5 separate regions of the Mus musculus genome follow, and regions 1, 2, 4 and 5 are each linked to region 3. Evidence: chromatin contacts called from public Hi-C, HiCAR-type and promoter capture Hi-C data. All regions are on one chromosome and are shown on one strand. The core of a region is the stretch at or near the end of the contact, and the rest is flanking DNA. Distances in the headings are between cores, read along the strand shown.

Evidence for each region. Promoter capture Hi-C pulls out the DNA fragments that hold promoters and counts their contacts. Hi-C and Micro-C count contacts between places; a contact is called where the count stands out from the background. HiCAR-type assays count read pairs that join an accessible place to other places.
Region 1: a Hi-C map of uterus shows a contact between it and region 3, with 4 times the contacts expected there. The contact joins the enhancer-like site here to the promoter of Hoxd8 in region 3. A contact is called at or near these places in 15 of 39 promoter capture datasets (the 3T3-L1 cell line, 3T3-L1-derived adipocytes, the C10 cell line and 10 more), 3 of 484 Hi-C or Micro-C datasets (cerebellum, nephron progenitors and uterus), 5 of 115 datasets of contacts at active chromatin or transcription factors (craniofacial prominence, embryonic forebrain, embryonic limb bud and 2 more) and 2 of 9 other capture datasets (adipose tissue and embryonic stem cells).
Region 2: a HiCAR-type map of kidney shows a contact between it and region 3, with 4 times the contacts expected there. The contact joins the enhancer-like site here to the promoter of Hoxd8 in region 3. A contact is called at or near these places in 2 of 39 promoter capture datasets (3T3-L1-derived adipocytes and neural stem cells), 2 of 484 Hi-C or Micro-C datasets (embryonic stem cells and uterus), 2 of 115 datasets of contacts at active chromatin or transcription factors (bone marrow-derived macrophages and kidney) and 1 of 9 other capture datasets (embryonic stem cells).
Region 4: a promoter capture Hi-C map of liver shows a contact between it and region 3, with 2.7 times the contacts expected there. The contact joins the enhancer-like site here to the promoter of Hoxd8 in region 3. A contact is called at or near these places in 1 of 39 promoter capture datasets (liver), 9 of 115 datasets of contacts at active chromatin or transcription factors (the NIH/3T3 cell line, embryonic basal ganglia, embryonic forebrain and 5 more) and 1 of 9 other capture datasets (embryonic stem cells).
Region 5: a contact with region 3 is called in a Hi-C map of uterus, with 5 times the contacts expected there. The contact joins the enhancer-like site here to the promoter of Hoxd8 in region 3. A contact is called at or near these places in 9 of 39 promoter capture datasets (the 3T3-L1 cell line, 3T3-L1-derived adipocytes, the C10 cell line and 5 more), 5 of 484 Hi-C or Micro-C datasets (the 3T3-L1 cell line, 3T3-L1-derived adipocytes and uterus), 6 of 115 datasets of contacts at active chromatin or transcription factors (craniofacial prominence, embryonic forebrain, embryonic limb bud and 3 more) and 3 of 9 other capture datasets (adipose tissue, embryonic stem cells and pancreatic islet).

Annotation. Positions count from the first base shown.
Region 1 is chr2:75,490,539-75,493,238 of GRCm38.p6, reverse strand. All of the region lies in intron 2 of Gm50595, which reads left to right. Among named protein-coding and RNA genes, the nearest start is that of Gm39854, 17 kb to the left of the region's middle. Within about 2 kb of position 1,273, at least 13 of the 459 cell types and tissues checked have an H3K27ac peak or open chromatin away from gene starts, as enhancers often do. A contact at or near this core is called in embryonic limb bud and uterus, where this site is marked.
Region 2 is chr2:75,684,280-75,686,979 of GRCm38.p6, reverse strand. The region is part of intron 1 of Nfe2l2 (nuclear factor, erythroid derived 2, like 2); the gene reads left to right. Among named protein-coding and RNA genes, the nearest start is that of Nfe2l2, 19 kb to the left of the region's middle. Within about 2 kb of position 1,294, at least 206 of the 459 cell types and tissues checked have an H3K27ac peak or open chromatin away from gene starts, as enhancers often do. A contact at or near this core is called in 3T3-L1-derived adipocytes, bone marrow-derived macrophages, kidney and 1 more, where this site is marked.
Region 3 is chr2:74,704,134-74,706,833 of GRCm38.p6, reverse strand. Hoxd8 (homeobox D8) reads right to left here and starts at 1,345. Exons shown (of 2, transcript NM_008276.3): 1 at 716-1,345; 2 at 1-320. The coding sequence starts at 1,286. The coding sequence ends at 22. The region is part of intron 1 of Gm38462 (predicted gene, 38462); the gene reads left to right.
Region 4 is chr2:75,636,651-75,639,350 of GRCm38.p6, reverse strand. No RefSeq gene overlaps it. Among named protein-coding and RNA genes, the nearest start is that of Gm39858, 4.0 kb to the right of the region's middle. Within about 2 kb of position 1,365, at least 41 of the 459 cell types and tissues checked have an H3K27ac peak or open chromatin away from gene starts, as enhancers often do. A contact at or near this core is called in kidney and liver, where this site is marked.
Region 5 is chr2:75,223,350-75,226,049 of GRCm38.p6, reverse strand. The region is part of intron 2 of 2600014E21Rik (a long non-coding RNA gene); the gene reads right to left. Among named protein-coding and RNA genes, the nearest start is that of Gm34401, 61 kb to the left of the region's middle. Within about 2 kb of position 1,394, at least 40 of the 459 cell types and tissues checked have an H3K27ac peak or open chromatin away from gene starts, as enhancers often do. A contact at or near this core is called in adipose tissue, kidney and uterus, where this site is marked.

The DNA of each region.
Region 1 (2,700 bases), core at 24-2,523, 790 kb before region 3:
CAACTACCTCTTATTAGCTGGCTGACACTGGGCATCTGTATGATACCATCTGAAGCTATGTTTCTTTACTTAGAAGACAGGCGATAAAATCGAGTACCTGAGTGAGCTCTTAATGCCGTGGCTGGCACAGGCCAAGTGTTCACATGTACCAATTTTTCACTAAAGAGGACTTAGAAAATAAATGAAAAATAAACTTTGAGGGTAACTGATGTTCTTGAACATTAAAAAAATCACCTCCAGTTTGGCCCAGTCTTAAGTCATCCTTTAAAAATGAGAGTTAAAAAAAAGAATATATATATATTTTTTTTTTTCTTTGAGATATGGTCTTGTTATATAGCCCAGCCTGGGCTTGAGTTCATGATCTTTTTGTCTCAGCCCCTGAGTTCTGCGATTACTGGTAGGTGCACTCAGCCTGAGCTAGCCACTTTTAATACATGACTTTGTCTGTCTTTAATCAAGAGCACCCCCACCTGTGGCCGGTTTCCTTTAAAGTTCTTCAATTGCCTTCAGCGGTTTTATGTATTCACCCCTAAGCTGTGGAAAGAACAGAATGTGAACACTTCGCCTGGCCTCAAATGTTTAGACTTTGCTGTTCCAAACAGTCAATAAATAAGGAGTGCCTATCACATCATTAGGGGATTCAACTTTCATTCCATTGCTTCAAGAATTTGCAGAATTTAAGATGTGAAAAAAAAAAAAAACCAGGAAAACAGAAGAGAATCTTCCCTGTTGTGGGAACTGTAGGTCTCTCTTTTACAGAGCTTGAAGAACTTGAGCCATGGGCACTTTCTTCCATGAAGAATTTCTCCTGCACTGGAAGACTGAAACAAGAGTCCTGAGTCCCCGTAGGAATCTTCAGCTTGTAATTGGAAAAGTGTGCACTGGTGTGGAGCTGGGCCACTGCCAGGCTGTGTGTGACAGGAGCCAGTCTCTGCTGAGCTCCGAAGCATTTTGCAGTTTATGGCAAATCAGTGTCTCCACTGGAGTCCTTTTTAATAGGCTTATTTAGGTGGCATTGTGTGTGTGTGTGTGTGTGTGTGTGTGTGTGTGTGTGTGTGTGTGTGTTGGCTTAGGGAGAAAAGCTTTTTCTGAGAGCTTTGCAAAGCATCACTGCAGCCCTGGAGGGAACAGGTTTTGGTTTTGTGGTGTTTTGCTTTCAACTGAGAGTTGATGCTCTTTGGTTTCTCCTTTAAACAACCCCCCCCTCCCTCATTGCTTTGAGCAGTGTCCCTGGACTTGGGGGAACTCCCTCACAATGTAGCAATTACTGATTTATGTTCCAGTGATAAGAATGTGTTTTACTGTGGTCATAATATTTGTCCAACTTAACTACTATGTACTGTAAAGTATCATAAAAGCTTCTCAGATCAAACATTATGAGACAAAGGATCATGAACTGCCCCCAATCTATGCACTCCGACTCCTATGAGATCTGTGGGCATGCCACCATGAAGAGAGGACAGATAGAGAAGCCTGTGCCCTCCCACTCCAATTTAGGTCATCTGAACCTTCCCGATGCCTGCTTGTCATCAGCTGAGCCCCTGGGTTAAGGTTTAAAACCTGTTATTTCCCTGGCTTCACCTCATTGTAGCATCAATCTTCCTCCTTTGGAAATTAGGAATTTCACTTAGATTTGCTGTCAACATGTAAACCTGGCTTGGGTTCATGTCTATTCTATGATACTTTTCCCTATCTTATCTTCTATTTTGATCAGTTACTGTTAAGGATACCTTTTTAAGGCATTCCCCCCCCCCATTTTTTTAAAAATAGGGTCTCATGTAGCTTTGACTTGTCTGGAACTCACTGTGGAAACTAGGCTGACTTTGAACTCTGCCTGCCTCTGTCTCCATCCCCAGTGCTGGGATTAAAGGCATGTGCTACCACACCCCCAATCCAATGTATCTTGATTATTTCCACTCTTAACTCCTCCTTCCATTCTCCCCAGAGCTCCAAGCATGTCCTCTTCCTACCTTTATGTCCTTTCCATTCATTTTATAACCTACTGAGTCCAGTTAGGATTACCCCTGGGTGCACGAGTGAGGTCATTCTCAGGAGCATGGGCAACCTGTCAGCAGCCACACCTTAGTGTGGCTTGTCAACTGCTAATAGCTCCTGTGTTGGGGCAAGGTTTCTCTAGCCCTTCTTCCATGTCTGCTGGGGTGTGGAGTGATTTGATCTTGCTCAGGTAACCAGAGTTGCTGGGAGTTGATGACAGTTATCCTGCAGTCCAGCAGACAGCATCTCACAGGACCCTCCCACTCTCTGGCTTTCACATTCTTTTTGCTCTCTCTTCCCTGTTGTTCTCTGAACCCTGGAGAGATTGATATGATTGATCGACTTAAGGGTGAGTGCTCGATAGTCACTTATTCTCAGTCTCTGTATTGACTGATGTCCACTGCATCTCTGACCCAGGTTGAGAGAAACACTAATATATGGCTATAGACACAAATATCTAGAAATCAATTTGACAGCATGCCCAATTAGAAAAAAAAAAAGCTGGCAGGTTTTCTCTTAAGGTCTATGAACTCCCAAACCATGGGCTTTTGACAAGTTTATAGATACCAGGAATGAATTCTCTCCTATGAGACAGGGTCCAAAGCCAAGCTGAAGTGGTTGGTTACTCCTCTAATACTCACGCCACTACTACACCAGTGGGCACATCTTATCTGGCAGGTTGGTATTGTGCTATGCAGGGTCCAC
Region 2 (2,700 bases), core at 45-2,544, 980 kb before region 3:
TCAGTGGTAGATAAACTAATGACCCACTTAGTCTGTACACTAATCTTGCTGTTCTTGACTACCACTTGTGTTACTACCACTTTTTGGTAAGAGTTTTAGCCATTAGTGCATATTACTTTTAAGAAATATTGCTTGCTCTTGCTGCCTTTGTGGCAGGTGCAGGAAAATTGGACTGACACAGAGGTTAGCATGCCTTTGTACAGAGACAATGTGAAAATTTGTGAGGTTTTCCTTATATTTTACAGGACCCCCCCATCCCCCCAATCATACTTGCTGGGTGGTGTCACACACTTTTAATTCCAGCACTCAGGAGGCACAGGCAGGTGGATCTCGCAAGTTCAAGGACAACCAGGGTTACACTAAAAAGCCTTGTTTTGGGTGGGGTGGGAATCATACTTTTAAAAAGTTCACAGTTTTAAAAAGTTAGCAGACCCTTTGGAAAGTACCCTAAAAGTGTCCGGGGCTCATTAAAAAGGCTTTTTTAAAGTGTTCTCTGTGGTCTAAATATAATTCAGTACATTAAATTCATATATAAAATTCCTCCGCACCACTGATAGCAGCATAGCCATGCCTCAAGAGCCAGGGTCTTTGTCTGACTGCACAGTTCTTCCCTATCTCTCAGGCCTAGGTGGATGCTCTTGATTGTTGCTATGTTTACTTAATTGTTAATTGGTTAGATCCAAAAGTGACCATGAGTATTAAATAATTTAGTTTGGGGAACCCTGAAAATGGATAAAGGAGCTTGAAGCATTGAGAAATATCAGCAGTTTCTGTGAAGAGTCTCTGATTCGAGGCCTCCCTCCTTCAGCTGACCCATCAGAGAGGTCAAGGGTGGAGGCAGCAAGGCGCGGAGTTGCCTGCCTGGTCTCCTGATTTGTTTCCCCTCAGGTGAAGTAGATGAGGAAGATGGAAGCAGTGTTCCTGAAGGTTCTTTTGGTAATGATGTGTGTGTGTTCTAACAGTAACTGAAGTGTGTTCATCAAGTGCTTTCTCTGTGTGGCTTGCTCACTCAGAATGGGCAGAGTCCAGCAACTGTATCCTAAGGATTGCTGTTCTCCTGACAGAGTAAGGGCCACCCTGCACCAGCACAGCCAGATTGTAACTCTTGAAAGCCAAGTGTGAAACTTGTGGAGAAGTCAGAGCTTGGTGGTTTCTCCACCAGGTAGGTGGGGTTACCCAGGGTTTGAAAAGTGAATGTCCTTGGTGATTTCATTTTGACCACAGAACAGCTATGCCTCTGGAGAAAGTCGGGCTTCTGACTGCCTTCACTTTCCAGCTTTGCGTAGTCTTGCATCATGTTGCAGGTTATGGGCTGCGTAATGGGTGAGAGTTCCAGTAAGCTGGCCGGGTCCTATTTCTTAGATTGAGTGAGTCATTCCTAAGAACCTTGCTTGAGAACAGGAAGCAGCCCATGGACGTTTCTGTGCATGGTAATGTAGCCTGCCAGGCTGAGGAAGCAGACACTTTCTAGCTCAGACCAAGTGGAGGATGTCTCCAGGCCTCTGGAGTGGTGCTTTCGTGACCGGGGCTTTAACCTTGCTGAGTGATTTGTATTTGGTACGAATTCAGAAATTTTTATGTGGTGAAAATCTCTAGTTGTTGATTATTGAGATAGGATTTCTGTAGGAGGAAAACTTGGGTTGGCTGGTGTTGAGTATTAATAGTCTGCCAAGTATATATGAGTTGTTTAACTAGGTCTTTCTAATATTGCTGAGGTAACACACATAAACAGCAATAGTGTACCTGATTTAGATGACTGTAAGGCCCTCTGTGACCCTACACTATTCTGTATTTTAATTATTCCGTATATTTTAATCACCTATTTCATAGTAGTAGCAGAAAGAATTAGAAAATTAATCCGTGAAAACCAAAAGAACTTGGTGTGGGGCTGACTACAGTGAGCCATAGGCCTGTCTTCTGCCTTTGGAGTCTTTGTTGAAAAGCAGATGGCATTATATTGTCTACCATGTAATGCAGTGTGGGACAGGAACCTTCGAGAAGTAAATGGGCAAATATTTAGAAATGCAACAGTCATAAGTAAGATAGATTTAAAAGACACATCTGCCTGGAGTCATTTATTACTACAAGTAATACTGCAGGTATTAATAAATAAAGTGTTTATTTATTAGGCAGTAAGACCACAGAGTAGGGCTTTGTAAATGAAGGTTAATTATGCAGCTGGTTATTCAACTGTTAAGGTTTGGGCATTCCTTCAGTGCACTCACAGACGCTGCCAGCCCTCCCCTGGGTGACTTTCAGACTGTAGAACATGAGTCTTGTTTTCTATCTGGTTTTATTCAAAAATACTTAGGCATTGTCTGTTGACAGGGGAGCTAAACCAGGTTTACTTTCTAGGTGAATAATATATATTCAGCTGGGCATCATAGGAGATATAGGATGGGCACTGTAGCCAAGTGTTCTTCACTCTCGATGTTCTAGTAACGAATGTGTGCATGAAGAAGAGAATGCCGAGAAGCAAAGGGTAAACTAAGGTGGGTATTTGGGGTGTGCGTACACCTTATGCAACCCCAGCATTTGGGAGCTTGAGTGAGGAGGAGGAGGATGCATCTGAGGTCAGCCTGACCTCCATAGTGAGATCCCTAATAAAAGGGGGTGGGGGGAGAACAAGCTTTCCTATAGAGTTAGGAGTAAAGACCCATTTTATTCTGTGCTAAATGACAAGTACAGTTTCTTATTGTT
Region 3 (2,700 bases), core at 96-2,595:
GTAGAAGTGTAAAGGTAGAGTTTAATTTGTGGGGCAGCCTTCAGCTCCGTCTTCTTCCAGCCCCGAGACTTCCTTTTTGGGGTCTCCATCCTTTGCCTCCGGCCGGGACGCAGGAAACTTGTCTTTGTTGTTCTCCTTTTTCCATTTCATTCTCCTGTTCTGGAACCAGATTTTTACCTGTCTCTCCGTGAGGGCCAGAGTATGGGAGACCTCGATTCTCCTCTTCCTGGTCAGATAAGGGTTAAAAAGGAATTCCTTTTCCAACTCTAGGGTTTGGAAGCGACTGTAGGTTTGTCTTCCTCTCCGTCTACCAGGAGCTGCTGATTAAAAACAACAACAAAAAGGGGGGGGGGGAGGAAAATCAACGTTTTTTTGTTTTTTAATGGTTGATTCTCTGAATGCTGTTGGAGTTTTCTGGAACGGGCTTAAGAGGTGAAATACACAGTGGTCTTTAATTCTCATACAGATATAGGGTGTGAGGCAAGAGAGGCAGAGACAAGCTCTTCACAATTATTCTGCCCCCGTCTTTACACACTTTTAAAAAGTCTGTATTAGTTTTTGTACAAGAGCCACATTGGCTACACCAGAAGGAAAAGGAAGGGGAGAGGGAAAGGACAGGGGAGTTTTAAAGCTAGAACGTGAGATGAAAGCAGATTTCTCCCTTTCTCCCCTCCTTAAAAAAAAAAAAAAAAAAAAAAAAATAGCGCATCCCAACCTTGTGGTCTCATCCAGGGAAACATTTGAGAAGGAGACGAGCTCTGATTTAAGTGGTCTGGGTCCTCGCCAATATTACCACTGGACGATTTACAGTCAGGATATTGTACCAGCTCGGCCTCTTGCTGGGTCGTAAAAATCGGCTGTCTCTGTAAGTTATCGTATCCGTAAAACTTCGCGGGCTCCCCGTGACAGGCAATCCCGCCGCAGGGGGGAGGCGGCGGCGGAGGCGGAGGGTGCGGAGGAGGTGGGGCGGCCTGGTAGGCAGCGGTCGGGCTGCCCGCGCCGGCGTGGAAGTAGTCCTGGCCGGGCCCCGGGCCGCCCCCTCCGCCGCACCCGGGCGGCGGCGACGGGTGCGGGTGCGGGTGCGGGTGCGCGTGCGGGAAGCCGGCGGCGCTGTTGCCATAGAGCTGCAGGGCGGCGGCGTGGCGGCCGCTGACCTCGGGTGCAAAATGACAGTCGTAGTAAGTGGGATTGATGGCCTCGCCCGCCGCGGCCGCCGCAGCCGCCGCCGCCGCCGCGGCCGCCGCCTTGTACTTGGAGTACAGCGGGTTCACGAAGTACGAGCTCATCGGGGCGGCGGCCGCCGGCGGCGCGGAGCCGGTAAGGGGCGCGCCTCAGCTCGGTCGCGCCGCCGCGGGGGCCTCTGGGGCGGCTCACTCGAGCCCGCGGGGGCCGCCGGGCCTCGTCGCCCGGCGAGCGCTTCCCCCGCCCCGCTCAGGCTCGACCGTCCGGCCGCCGGCCGCTCATGCCTGGCTCTCGCGCCTCCGTCTCGGCCTCGCGCCGCCTCCCTCGCGGGCCACGCGGCCTCGCCCGCCCCCGCGCGCTGCTGCCGCCGCCTCCGCCCCGCGGGCCTCTCCCGGCGCGCGCCTGCTGGGCCGCAGTGGAACCGCGGACGCCCGGGCGACCTGCCCCGCGGCCTCCAGTTTCCTCTCCGGCTCCAGGCGGCCCTAGCGCACCCGGACCAGGGGAAAAAAAAAAAAAAAAAGAGTGCGCGCGGCCCACGGGGGAGACGCTTAGGCTGGGGCTGCCGAGCCCCCGCTCTGCAGGGAGACGAAAAGAGAACACACCCTCTGCCCGGTGCCACCTCTCACCTCAGCCCTCCCCCCCGCCGCCCCCTCCCAGCGCTGTCGCCGCCGCCGCCGAGGCTGCCGCCCCGGTGCGCGCCGGCGAGGCATTTTCGCGCCCCGCCACTGCGAGGAGAGGGAGCGAGATGGGGGGCGAGATAACCGCGCGGAGGGATCCCGCCGGCGGCGAAGCGGCCCCTGCGCCGGACGGGACGCCGCACGCCGGCCCCGGGATGCCTCCGCCAGCCTTAAAGGGGGCCCATAAAGCCGCACTGCCAAGGGCTCGCGGGGGGCCCCCCGGGTCCGCAGAGAGGGGGCGCGGCCGAACCTTAGCCTTGGGCCAGGCGGGGTGGTCACTCCCAGGAGGCCTCGGAGCAGACGGTCTCTCCTCCAGCAAGGCTCCTGGATCTGCCCAGCAGAGACTGGCTGTGGCTTTTTTTTTTTTCCTTTTTCTTTTTGCATTTCTTACTGTGGACGAGCGAGGTTGACGGATTGATTGGTCCTTGCATTTGTTTGGGCCTAGCTAAGTGGTTTTGATTAAAAAGCCACAATCCAGCCTCCGAATCCTGACCTTATCAAAGCGAATCAAAGTCCTGCTTTTTCCAGCCAAGCAGGCCCTGTGGAAATGAGATGTACATTTACCCTTGACGCACTGCATGCCTGGTTGAGGCTCCCAGGTTAATTGATATTTAATGGAAATCATGCCCATGAATATAGTTTCCATCATTTCACCCTTGATAGACGTCAGTGTTGGCCACAGGGAGGGAGGGGGAGGCGAGAGAATGTGGGAAGGGGACATGAGTGTCGCTGAGAGAGTGAAGAGAAGAGTGGCAGAAACGTTCCCAGTGGGAAGAAGGAATCATGCCGGGGTGGGTGGCATTTCCTAGGGCAGGGCGCAGGGCTCCCGGGTCCCAACCCA
Region 4 (2,700 bases), core at 116-2,615, 930 kb before region 3:
AGTCAGAGAAAGGGGAGTGGACACAGATTGTCCCATTTTTAGAAAAACAGTAGTCACAACAAGAGCGGACACGAGACTAAGACAAAAAGAGAAACCAGAAGAATCAGATGGCCTCTCTAAGGCCGGCCAATTGAGACCCTCTGCACGAGGTGGGACTCGAACCCACGATCCCGTGACCAGACGCGAGGTGGGACTCGAACCCACGATCTCGCAACAAAACACGAGGTGGGACTCGAACCCACGATCCCGTGACCAGACGCGAGGTGGGACTCGAACCCACGATCTCGCAACAAAACACGAGGTGGGACTCGAACCCACGATCTCGCAACTGGGCACGAGGTGGGACTCGAACCCACGATCTCGCAACCCCAAATGGTCTCTTGGCCTTCAAAGGGGTCCACCAGGCGTCCCTGATCCTCCCCTGTTCCTCCTGGGACGTCTCCCAGGGCGAACGGACGGTGGACACCTGGACACGTCTATCCTTATCCACCCCGCACTCCCTCTCGGAGCGCGGTCTCACTGAGCGTCCGCAAAACTGAAACTGCGATCGCACCAGACTTAGAAACAGAACACAGACATCAGAACACAGACATCAGACCAAAACAGAACAAAGAATCTTACCTCTAAGTGGGTCTAGGACCTCTGGGTGGTCGCGCTGTTTCCCGGCCAATGCACCAAATGAAAGATTTTCGAATTCCCGGCCAATGCACCAAATGAAAGATTCTCGAATTCCCGGCCCATGTACCAAATGAAAGACCCTCGAGGGAAGACCCTCACTCAGACACTCAAGTCCCGGGACAGCCGCGTACCCAAGAAGACACTGAGACCATACATAAAATGTAGAAGGTAAGATTTAATAAAGCAGCGACATGAAAGCACACAGACCAGAGCTCTGGGGTCGAAATAAAGCAGCAACAGAAAGCACACAGAGCTCTGGGGTCGAAACTCATACACCTTTGCACAGGGTAGAGGAGTCTCGACGACGACTTAAAATTTTCACAAGCTTTTAAAGGAAAAAACCACAAACTGGGAGGGGGAATGGGGAGGGAATAGGGGAAGTTTAACAACCACAAATTTACTCAACCAAAGAGTCATATCCTGTGTTTGGCAATACATCTGGCCTGTTGAAACATTCTGTGGTTGTTCCAGAAAATGTTTTTTCTCAAGTATGTTTTCCAGATGGGAGGGGGTGGGCTCCGAGGTGAAAGTTCATGTTCTCACAAGAGGCCAGTAATTTTTCATTCTTCAGGATTTGAAGAACCAGGGTTCTCTGAAAAAGACCATAACCACTGAGCCCTCTCTTCAGCCCAGTGCTCCTTTGAGACAAGGTCTCCTCTTTTCTCCAGCTTCACTCACAAGCTCCTCTCCTGTGCTGGGTGGGATAGGTGCCTAAGGAGAAGGCAAAGGGGGGGAGGAGGGGCGAGGTGGGGGGAGGTGTTGGAGGGAATCTTAATCCTGGCCTGGCACCCTTTAAGTGTGTTTTCTTAGCCGGGCGTGGTGGTGCACGCCTTTAATCCCAGCACTCGGGAGGCAGAGGCAGGCGGATTTCTGAGTTCGAGGCCAGCCTGGTCTACAAAGTGAGTTCCAGGACAGCCAGGACTATACAGAGAAACCCTGTCTCAAAAAAAAAAAAAAAAAAAAGTGTGTTTCCTTACTGTGTTGCAGTAAGGAAAGCAGAGGGAAGAGCTGGAGATCTTTTATGTCATCTGCTTAAAGTGGCTGAGAAAGGAAATGCCATGTTAATTATGTATCTGGATTAGGCAGTAACAGCTTGTCTGTGAAAAATAAGTAGATGGTCTTATTTTTCTTAGTTGAAGATTAACTAATAGTTGTTAATGCAGTCCATTTGACCTTTGGGAGGTAGATCCACAATGATTTTCTGAAACTTAAAAGAAGTTTTAAGTTTACAAAAAGAGAGAAATGTTTAGATATGTCAGTATTCATCATTTGCAATCTGTAAACATTTTGAATTAAAAGCAAGAACATTATTTTTAGATATTCTTGTTATTGGGGAAGAACAAGCATTTAAAATTCAAACCAAAAAAAGCAATTCTTCTTCTTCTTTTTTTTTTTTTGTTTTTTGAGACAGGGTTTCTCTGTGCAGTCCTGGCTGTCCTGGAACTCACTCTGTAGAACAGGCTGGCCTTGAACTCAGAAATCCACCTGCCTCTGCCTCCCAAGTGCTGGGATTAAAGGCGTGCGCCACCACTGCCCAGCTAAGCATGACAATTCTAAGTTTTGGGTGAACTGTATTGTCTCAGGATACATCAGCAGCAAGACTCCACCCATTACTCTAGTAGTTTTAGGTTCTGTAGCTTTGTATTGTAACTGAGGTGACAGGCAACAGTTACATGCAGTTAGTCTGCTCAGAGAATTTAACTTTGCCTAGAGGATCCTTCCTGTCCAGACGCCATTCACACCTGGCCTGTCCCACTGCCACTGCCAGCTGCCTGCTCCATCTGCCCTTGAATCCACACCACGGATGGTCAGGTCCTTTTTCCTGGCATGTGAGTCCCAGTTGTGTGTTGCCCCTGGCCATGTGCCACCATAGCCCAGCAGGTGGCAGCAGGAGAGGTGCAACTTTCTGTTTCTTTAAACCCCGAAAAAGGGAGACAGGCATAGGAGCCTGGTGGCAGGGGTTGAGAAGGTGAGAGTGGGTTTTGAACTCGTGAGCCAGAAGACAGGTGATTATGTCTCAAA
Region 5 (2,700 bases), core at 145-2,644, 520 kb before region 3:
TCCTAATGAAGCAGGAGCTCAGGTATGCCATAACAGTGCACGTCCTGATAGTGCCATCCCCAGGCTTCCTGGAATCTGAAGGAGACTCTAGAAGGATCTCAGGGAGGAGGCAGAGCCTCCAGGCACCAGAACACAATTATCATGGTTGTTGGGTCTTGGAGCCATGGCAATATACAAACTCATAGGGGTATTTTTATAAGACTAGATCAAGTGAGACTAGGCTAACCCACTGATCTTAGTCCCAATTCCTTCATGGTCATAGGACTTTACCTTTTCATTTTCTCTTTTTTGTATGTCCAGTCTTTGATATAGCCACTGTTAAACATGTCTTTGATACAGCCATTGTTAAACATTACATTCTCTATGTAAAAACACCTCTTCTTTCATGAAGAGAAGTCAGAAAGAGCCTAAACACAGGAGATTCAAGACAAGAGTCTACATTCATTTTCTGGGTCTGTTCTAACAGAATACCAGTCAGTGGCTTGTTCTCAAGACCATCAACCTGAATGAAACCTTCAGGAGAAGACTCTTTTGTTGTCTTCTCCAGTTTTCTTAGTTGCAGACACATCTTGGCCTGTACCCTCTATGTCTTTCTTCATAGAGGGGTGTCTCCTCTTACAAGGGCACAACCTGCATCTGTCTCCAAAGTGTTGGAGTGACAGGAGTAAGTCACCATGGCTAGCTTAGAATTTTGACATAGTTATTTAGGGGTGAGGGATCGACCATGCACTAGACCTCTGTCCTATTCAGGTAGTCCTTAGGTAGAAAACATGGTGAGAGCATCTGTCCTCAGGCTTAGAGGTATGCTTTTTAAAACTTATTTATTTGTTTGTTTATTAAGATTTATTCATTTATTATAATAGCGGACACTGTAGCTGTCTTCAGACACTCCAGAAGAGGGTGTCAGATCTCATCATGGATAGTTGTGAGCCACTATGTGGTTGTTGGGATTTGAATTCAGGACCTTCAGAAGAGCAGTCAGTACTCTTAACCACTGAGCCATCTCTCCAGCCTCTAGAGGTATGCTTTATTCAACCTCAGGGTTTACCATCAAAAGTCAAATCCCCCTCTCAGTATCTCGTACTTTTAAAGCTAAGCCACGGTTCAACAGACTTTGTATATGCTTTATTTGAGGTCTTTTTTAAATTCATGTTTTCATCTTATCTTGCTTATGTGGTTGTAGCCTCCAGCACAGGCCCTAAGGAACTCAGAAACACCAGTGCATCCAATAAGCCTCTAAGAATCATACTGAGAATCAGCGGGCAAGGCATTCTAACAATCCCCAAATGTGTTTTTAACACTGTTATTGTTGTTTTAACATTGAATACACTTACCCAGGAAATCCAGGCTTCTTTCTGAAGCATTCCAACTGCTGTGTTTATACCCGGTTGCCACACAACAGTTATTCCTACTGTGTTTTAGTTGGCAAGGGCTGGAGGAAGGGTTTCTGTAGCCAAGTAGCCTCAGATAGGGAATCTTTCCAATCCCTGGAGACCTGGCCCAGTCCCAGAATCAATAGTTACTGAAACACGAGCCAAAGCTGTCTCATCCAGGGCTTCGGCTAACCTTGGACCAAGCCCCGATTTAGACCCTAAATCCAGATAGGAAGAGCCAGCTGAAAAAATAGAGCCCACCCACGGTTACAGATAAATAAGTAAAAACTGCATATTTTTTCCATTAGGAGAAAGGGGGAAATTCTACAAAAGATATATTAAATTATACATTCCCTTTCCTCTGCAAAACCTCACATGCAGCCATGTTGCCAATCTCCTGAATTAAAAATGGATAAACACGTCTAGTATTTTACTATCATTGCATATTATCTAGAACACAGAGTACAGAATTATGTCACCATCACCGAGTTCTTCTCCTATTTCCATACGTGTTTCAAAGACAACAAAATAGAAATATAAATTATTTAAATAGCAGGGTATATATCACCCATCTTTCTCCATGGGATGCATTATTCATTCACTCTACTAACTTGGAGTATAATAACATTCCCCATGCCCTTGGATTCTCAGGTATGTAAGTCAGATGTGCCTGTACATAGCCCAGGAAGACTTTGTGCAGCAATTATGGTTCAGTGTGACATTTGATATAAAAACAGCATATTGGGCTTGGTGATATAGCTCAGTAGTAGTGTGTGCCTAGCAGATGCAAGACTCTGAGCTCCAACTGGTACCACACATACATAAAGCTTACGGAGGACAGTGTTATGGTCATATATAAATAGTGAAGTTTTGTCTTGGAGGAAAAAAAATTAAAGCAGTATAGCATGTTCTATAAAGGTTTTATCTTCGTGTTGCTCATAAGCATGGCTCCAGCAGCAGTATGAAGTCACACCAGCAGCACGTGCGACACTGGACTTACTTTATTCTTTGATGTGAATAGTATTTGTATATATGCATATGGGGTCTGTGTGTGTGTGTGTGTGTGTGTGTGTGTGTGTGTGTGTGTGTATGTGTGTGTGTGTGTAAGTTGGCCTTGGGTGTTTTCCTCCACTTAGGTTTGTTTTCTAAAGTGAAATCCCTCATTGAACCTGGGGCTCACTGATTCTTTTAGTTTAGCTATCCAGCATGCCCCAGCGTTTTCCCTTTCTCTGCCTCCCAAGTGCTGGGATTACAACAGTTTACCATAGCTGCTCTACTCTTAAGTGGGCGAGAAGAATCTGAACCCTAGTCTTTAGCACCGAGGTTT